Linked DNA regions of Danio rerio: region 1 is linked to region 2. Evidence: chromatin contacts called from public HiChIP or PLAC-seq data. All regions are on one chromosome and are shown on one strand. The core of a region is the stretch at or near the end of the contact, and the rest is flanking DNA. Distances in the headings are between cores, read along the strand shown. Region 1 holds the start of nkain2 (sodium/potassium transporting ATPase interacting 2). Region 2 holds the start of rnf217 (ring finger protein 217).

The links. HiChIP or PLAC-seq counts read pairs in DNA pulled down with a chosen protein or histone mark.
Region 1: a contact with region 2 is called in an H3K4me3 HiChIP or PLAC-seq map of embryo, with 7 times the contacts expected there. The contact joins the promoter of nkain2 here to the promoter of rnf217 in region 2. A contact is called at or near these places in 3 of 18 Hi-C or Micro-C datasets (caudal fin, embryo and hematopoietic stem cells) and 1 of 4 datasets of contacts at active chromatin or transcription factors (embryo).

The regions. Positions count from the first base shown.
Region 1 is chr20:43,405,163-43,409,364 of GRCz12tu, forward strand. It overlaps nkain2 (sodium/potassium transporting ATPase interacting 2), which reads right to left and starts at 1,688. Exons shown (of 7, transcript NM_001351706.1): 1 at 853-1,688. The coding sequence starts at 906.
Region 2 is chr20:43,071,430-43,075,992 of GRCz12tu, forward strand. It overlaps rnf217 (ring finger protein 217), which reads right to left and starts at 1,988. Exons shown (of 6, transcript NM_001082853.1): 1 at 1,032-1,988. The coding sequence starts at 1,913.

The sequences.
Region 1 (4,202 bases), core at 438-2,937, 330 kb after region 2:
TCGCTGGCCGCTATCCATTACTGTAACTGAAAGAGTGATTCAGAAAGGTGTCATATAGTTAGTCTGCGAGGAGTAAAATTACTCAGTCCTGTGAATTTTCACAGAGCGCAATGTTGCTGCACAAACACCAGACCAGACTGAAATCATCTTCTTTTTTAAATGGGACTAGATTAGAAAACATTACAAGAAATAAAGGGATAAAAACCACTCTCATGTTCTACCGGGAAGCAGTAAGTCATCGTATTCTGCTTTAGTAGGTCAATGAGACTTGGCTTAGCTTCTTTAACTTAAAACTCCTAATTGGCTGTCAGGATCCGTGGTGTAGTGGAGAGATAAGCATAAATGATAGTGGCCCCAGGCTAATGACACAAGCCCTACCTTCATGAGCATCATCATCCCTCCGGTGTAATATAACAAGGCAGGGTTTCCACATATAGCCCTGCATCATTCCCACTAAGATTACTCACAGCCACATACATCTTAATGCACTATCACTGATCACTTGTCAGATGGACACTTGAGTTAAGTTTACAGGTTCACTTCTGGGAGACATGCCAGTATTTTTTTATGACTGTGCAAGTGACAGCTGCATAAAAACATGTTAACAAGTCAAATTAGATGAATACATAATTTAAAAATTATAAAAAAAATATGCAATTTAAAAATATTAAATCAACCCCCTAGTGAAATTCAACACAGCATTACTCCATTGAGTTTAATCACAAATTCACTTGTTTTTATGAGATAAAGCTTAGCCACTGAATCTTTTGAGTGTAAGCTGAAAGGTTGTAGGTTCGAGTCCACGAGTTCATCGCAGGTTAAGAATAAATCACTTAAAGCATAATCACTTACCAATTGCATGCCACATATAAACGCCAGCGTACATCTGCCACTGCAGCAGCCCATCTTGCTCTCCGTCGAGTCCGTGTTTCCACGTGGATCGCTGTAACTCCACAAAAACGATACCCAGGTAACGGGTTTAAACGGATCTTTCTTCACTCCGGAGGCGAGAGACGCGAATCAAATACGCCCTTCCGATAAAAGCATCCCAAGCGGTTCACCGTGCAGGAAGAAAGATGTGAAGGAAACTGCATGTGCTGTTTGGAAAAGTAGAATTGACGCGTACGCAAAGTCAAAGAGACGCGGACAACACTTCCTTAAGTTAGTGAAGAAATAACGCTATCTCCAAATCCAGCGCTGAAAAACATGTTAATGTGATCTTCCACGGGTCCGGGTGTGAAAAACAAAGCCAGCCAGTGTTGTTTACGCTCTCATTGCTCCTCCCTCGTGCGAAAGAAACCGAATTAACACATTTTAAAGCGCAAAAGCTTTGCTTTCTTTCTCTGGAAGCCGCTTCTCGTGCGTTTAGTTGTCCAGCAGGAAATCCACGGGAACGGTGATACGAGGACAATAATCCGAGCGCGCGTCCTGGAGCAGCCTTTCAGTGCAGCTGAGACGTGTCTTCACGGGTCCCTCAACTACTACTGGTCCCTTCCACTGTTAACTTGCTCAGTCCGGGTGTACAAGAGGACAAAGAAACGGCGCATCCTGCACCATCTGACGCTCCAGATTGAATGAAGCGCACGCACGCGGCGCTGCACTCGGCGGGGATGCGACTCGGTTTGTTTCTCACGCAGCGGCTGGTGCTGATGCTGATGCTGTACAGACAGAGCGCAGATGAGGAGCTGGACGTCCCTCAATGCGCCGGATGAGTCTCTGCTCTCTCTCTCTCCCTCGCTCTCTCTCAGTGGGCGTGAGAGCAACACGATATGGAAATAATGACTGTGTGGCGCTGGGGGGTCAGTCGGCAAGATGCAGATATATAACGGTCTGTAATTGCTTCGGTCGCCCTTAGGAAATTCCAGGTCTGAATTTAAATAGATCCCTCGGGTTTCGAAGTCTACGATGAAAAGAAATCTTCTTGTTAGTACATAATTCGTTTCGTAATCTTCTTCCTTTTTTGTAGCTTAGACTCTTTTTTTTTTGACAAAACACTTCTTTTGTTTCCTTAAAAGGTTTAGCTGTTTATACCTGACAACGACCTTGCTGCAGGGATATCTTTATTCTTAGATAGGCTAGCTAATCCAAATTGATCTATCTATCTTGGCCTATCTATCTATCTATCTATCTATCTATCTATCTATCTGTCTATCTATCTATCTATCTATCTATCTATCTATCTATCTATCTATCTATCTATCTATCTATCTATCTATCTATCTATCTATCTATCTATCTATCTATCTTACAACAGTTTACTTGAATCGCGTCCTACAAAGAGTAAACGCAAACGGCTGGCAGAAAAACAAACAAACAAACAAACAAACGATCAGGCTAGTCTTCTTAATTTGAAAGTAGCGCTGAATGTAGATCCCTTAGCGGATTAATACATGAAAATATGGGACTGTCTAACCGCTAAAAGTCGCATTGACCAATCAGAATCGAGTATCAAGCGAAATCTCATAGTTCCCACAGTATGTCACAAAAACAAATTTATACACAGTGTCGTGAATTAATTAGGCTAAATTTAAATGCGTAACATATAGAATAATAATAATAATAATTACTAAGCCCTAACATATAAATGTGTAATTAGTTACTTGTAAAAATTGTAACAATTACAAAGGGGTTACACTGAATATTTTCAGTAAAAAACTAAGATACAGTGTGTCGAATAATATGAATTTGTTGTTCTGCCTGTGTTAGATGGACATGATGACTTTTAAATGTGTGACAAACCCAGGATACCAGTTTGAATGAGGCAGATCCTGATTGGATACCTGCTTGCTCACCAAATTATTTAATGTATAAAAATAAGAGTGTTGTGCTAGAAGTGTTGTTTAGTGTGTCTGGAGGACGGTGTGGCTACTTGGACATTCTCGTGTCAAGGTTCTGGTTTCGTTTTGCATAATTTATAGTTAAGTTAGTTGTGATTATATCTTTCTTCTTCTTGATTCAATCCCTAGACATTTGTTTGATTTGTTGTTGTATTAGTTTTTTGTATAATAAATAAGTTATTTTGTTGTCTGAGCTTTTTATGTTCAAACAAGGGGACCGTAACAAATGCCATTTAGTAAAGCGATGCCATTTTGATGTTTTTGATTGGTTCTGATGTTGTATTTTTTTAACATTAGGTACCAGATCGACAACATGCAGAATACATTTAAAATGCAAACATTTACTGTATAGAATTCACTTTTGGTTAATTTTTAGTGGCTGTGAAGTAATTCCAAATTAAAATAAATAAAAAAGTACCTACTCAAGCAAGTACTATGCTTACTGTAAGTCTGACATTACATGCCACTGATTTCATTGTATCAGATGCCAAAAGCAAACAACAAACCATAATAAACATCATAATCCTAAACTTTATTCTCCATATCGAAATCTCAAATTTACACAGAGATTCATCTTTCATAAATCAATAAAAAATTGGTGTCCTGGACTGTACACTGTATCTACACCACAAGTTTTTAAAGATTCGCTCAAATATGTGATGTGAATAAATATCAGTCCTAAACCTCTGAGATACTGTAGTATTCTCATTTCAGACGAGTAGAGGATTTGACCTAGAAACAGTAGACCTATTCTTTATGTCACGATTTAACAAGAGGACAAGAATAAAAGTGTACTTGTGTGCACAGTATAGCCTGTTTTCATACTTAGAATTAATCTTAGTGCAATGCAAGTTAACAAACACGAACCCACACCGACAAAGAATACACATACAATCAGTCTCTCTATCAATGTTTAGGACATGCTTTAATTTTCCCAGCAATCTTGAGTGGCAGTAGCATGTATTTACTTTCCGATTTCCTGAGGTAATGACTTTGGGGACCAAATTGCAAACCCCTTCTTCCTGTCATTCTCGTCCTCTGGACAGATTCAATCTCAGGATTTGTTACAATTTTAAGTGATGGAATTAGCGATACTGCGTTATGTTTGTCCCACATGACTTATCTGAGTCTTCCAGCCATCATATCTCGTCCAAGCTTTTGCCATGTTTCAGCAATGCACAAACAAGTAAAGGTTTGTAGACAAATATGGTGGTTTTATGGTTGCAAGAACTTACAAAATACCAAGTAACAAGAGTAAGAAAAACTGTAATAAAATTCCAAAAAAGAAATCTGGTGGAAACGAAAGCCAATAATCTCATTTTACGACAAACAATTATTTTTATTAACAAGTTTTTACTAGTTCTA
Region 2 (4,563 bases), core at 738-3,237:
TTTTTTTGTCCTATTTTAATGCACGAGTTCTGCCATTAATAGCATACTGTATAACCTACATCTTTAATTACCTTTAAAAGTCACATCAAAAAAATATTTTAGCATAATGTTATCTGAAAGCTTCCTGACCTCAAAGCTGTACATGCAGCAAGTATTTATTTTTAATACTTTTATTTTTATTTTTTACAGCTTATTAATTAAACTAAAAAGTAACTCAAGTTACATTTTCAAAAAAAGTAACTCAAGTTACATTTTCAAAAAAGTAACTCAAATATTGTTACTTAATTTTGAAAAGTAATGGGTTACTGTAATTGTTACTTAGAAAAGTAATATAATTACGTAACTCACATTTCTTGTAATGTGCTACCCCCAATATTGTGTACAGCATACGTAATGACAACTATAAATGCATTAAATAATCTTAGCTGATGTTATTTTCATAGTTAATACCTAATAACACTTTAAAACAAAACTTGTAATCATTTTTTAATTAAGTTAATAACTAAAAACAATTCAGTTGTATTTTTTTATTGAACATATAACTATAATATTGTTATTTCTCATTGACTAACATTATTTGATTTTATTGTAAAAAGTTGTTACCTATAGACCCTTTTCACATTTTCGAATTTCTCAGCTGCATAAATAGAAACTCCTCGCATAAGCGGTAATTCATTTTTTGTCATTTGACACAAAGATGATAATGCATTCATAAATGCATATAAAGGTTCATACGGTTTTAAAAATATATATAAATATGAAAAACTTTAAAGGATTTAGGAGTATGATGACCGATAAACACAACATAACAAAAGACAAAACACGTCTTGTAAAAAAGGTCCAATGTACTTTATCATCATTTTGCTATTTAATTTCTTTAAAACAGTTATTTACTCTTAACATTACATAGGCCCACAGTATTTTTTGTTACTGTTAAATGTTAAGTTGCATTAATATCGCGATAAAAGGAACAACCAAATTTGATACTATTGCAGACACAAAGGTACAACACTGAAAACAAATATGGATACCTGTGAGATGATGTATCTTTTCAGACATTCTTCACAAACAGCCTTTTTGCAACAGTGTAGCGGCATGATTTGTTTATCGTCAAGACAAATGCGACATGTCAACACCACAGACAAACTGTTGTCAGCATTATATGAGCTGTGTATTCCAGACACCATCAGGTCAGAGACGGTATAGGGCACTGGGTAGGGATCATGATTGTCCAATTCTAAGTTTGGTAAGTCGGTGGATGGTAAAACCAGTACATCTGGGGAAGAAGAAGATGAAGAAGATGATGATGATGATGATGATGAAGTCTCGTGATTGGATGTTGTTTTCTGAACAGGTATCCTATAATTATCATTGGCTATACAGTATACAGTGCAGTAAACATGCTCTTTTGATTGGCTGGGATCTTCGCCACTCTTCAAATCAATGTTATAATCAATATGATGATTCCCATCAGGATTTCCCAATTCTGGATTGCTCTCAATATCTTGTTGTAGATTTATTGTGCTACATTGCAACCTTTCATCATCATTTTCATGGTCCAAGTCGTTTAGATTGATGTCATTTCCTACTTTCTCTAGATTTTTGGGATCTTCTGTATCTCTGATAGTGGAACCAAAATTCCTTCTTAAAATATCCACAGCTCTTATGTTTTCCCTCTCGATATGTTCTCTGTGGCCGCCTCCTGGTCCATGTTTGTGTTTATGAAATTCCAAAACATCCTTCGAGGATAATGATGACGATGACGGCACCTTCGCCTCACCGCTGCGGACATCCTGGCCGAAATCAGTGCTCCGTGTCCCGCTGGATACATAGACAGATTCCCCGTCGCGTCCGGAATAACCGGGCATATTTCGCGTGGTGTCATTCACTCGCACGGAAGACTCATCTTCCATTCCTGAGCGGTCAACTTTCCATTTGAGCGAAAAACACACACAGTCCGGTTTCAAACTCACAAACTAAAAACACCGAGTAACAACTAATACACCACTTCCGGGTGCTAAATAGCGAATCCTACTACGGCGAAGCCTCGGGTTATGAATATTAACTATCTTACGTTGACGTTACTTGGTAACGATCCAATGACACACGTCTATCTCATGAATATTAACTATGCGGCTTTGACGTTGTGTCTTTTGCTTCCAATGAAACATTTCCTAATATTAATGAAAATCCGTCGTCAGCATAGTAGGATTCGTGAGCTCACCGTCGAATGTTATGCTTCTTTCGTTTATGCTCGACTAGGTGAGAACTATTACTGTTAATAACCTATTAAATGCGCATATAAATTATAGCACAAATAGCTAGTTATAAGGTGTTTGGTTAGATCTACAATATGCAATAAATACATACGTAAAGATAAAAAACTGACGTTTTACATTTTAAACAACTGCATGTGACTGAAGTCATACTCTTTATATTAAAATGTACGAGTGATTAATACTGTAAGCTTGTACCGTTTGAAATATGTTCTAGTCTCAAAACAACAATCAAAGCATACATCAGAATGAGTCCTGTATATATAACATTGCTACCTGGGGAAAACCACAGAAAACAGACGCTTAAATGTCATACAATAATAGTTTACATGTCAATAAATAGATACAGATAATACAGATGGATGGATGGATAGTACCAAAATACCACTTAACTGTATATTTTTATGTAACTATCCTTCAAAGCTTATATCTAGAATAAAACTTAGCATTATCACATTATTTTCTATTTCATTTTTTCATTGTATTTGTTAGGTTAAATAATGACATTATTTTTCTGTGCAGAAGTTATTAAAACATTTAAACAGATAATTTACTTGCTTACTTGCTTTCTTTTATATAATAACTCATCTCATAACTGATCTATTTTTATCTTTGCCATGATGACAGTAAATAATATTTGACTAAATATTTTTTCAGACACTTCTATACAGCTTAAAGTGACATTTAAAAGTTTAACTAGGTTAACTAGTCAGGTTAGGAAAATAATGCAAGTTATTGTATAATGATGGTAGACTATCGAAAAAAATATATAGCTAAAAGGGGCTGATAATCTTGACCTTAAAATGTTTTTTAAAAAATTAAGAACTGCTTTTATTCTAGCTGAAATTTAAAGACATAACTGTGTTAATACGGTTAACTAGACAAGTAACAAATAAGACTTTCTCCAGAAGAAAAAATCAGAAAATATCCGAAATACTGTGAAAATGGCGACGTGGTGGCGCAGTGGTATAGCACGTTTGCCTCACAGCAAGAAGGTCGCTGGTTCAAGCCTTGGCTGGATCAGTTGGCATTTCTGTGTAGAGTTTTTGCTTGTTCACCCTGTGTTAGCGTGGGTTTCATCCGGGTGCTCCAGTTTCCTTCACAAGTCCAAAGACATGCGGTACAGGTGAATTGGGTAGGCTAAAATTGACCATACTGTGTGTGAGTGTGTGTGAATGAGAGTGTATAGATGTTTCCCAGTGAAGGGTTGTGGCTGGAAGGGCATGCACTGCGTAAAACATGTGCTGGATAAGTTGGCGGTTCGTTCCGATGTGGTGACCCTGGATTAATAAAGGTTTAACATGCTCTGTTAAACATAATTTGAGAAATATATAAAAAAGATATTTTTTATATCTATATAAAAAATATATAGACACTAATTACCACTAATTAATTCCTAAATTATATCTGGTTAAACATTTACTCAGTAAATTTAAAAAGGATATTGATATAAATTGCTCTTTTTGTTCTTTGCATTGGTAAACTTTACCCCCACATCTTTTGGCACTGTGGTTAAGTTAAAAAGCTTTGATATGATGCCTCTGTATCAAAGAAAAGGTACTCTTTAATTTAAATTAACATTTTAAAAAAATAATTTTTGGATATTTTAATTATAATAATCTGAATAATGAAGTTTTTGATATTCATCTATTCACGTTGTTGATTTTTATCATTATGAGTGTAAAATTTTCAGCACCAAAAACATTTTTTTACTGAGTTTTATAAGGAACCAAAAAAATATTTTGTCACTTAAAGCTGTATAGAAGTTTCTTGAAAAATATTGAGTAAAATATTATGTCCTGTCATCATGGCAAAGATAAAATAAATCAGCTATTAGAGATGAGTAATTAAAACTATTATGTTTAGAAATGTGCTGAAAAAATATTCTCTGTTAAACAGAAATTGGGGACAAAGAATAAACAAGGGGGCTAATAATTCTGACTTCAACTGTATATATATCCCCACTCTGCCAATCTTATCTTGATTAAATCATAAACACTAGAGGGAGGTAGAGTGTAAGATAAAACATCTCCATTTGCTCGCCTTAGATTGGTTCCGCTTCAGTGCTTTTGAATGTTAGAAAAAGAGACATGAGCAAATGCTGAGTGTGATGTTTCCTCGGAAAAAGTAAAAGGTAAATTAACCCAGTAATAGGTCACTTGGGTATATTGAAGATGCTGAATCAACATTTTGCTCCACCTTGTTGATCTCCTTTAGGATAAAAAGGCCCCAGGGCCCCTGATGATATTTGCACATTCACAGCAACTTACAAGGACAGAAATAAAAA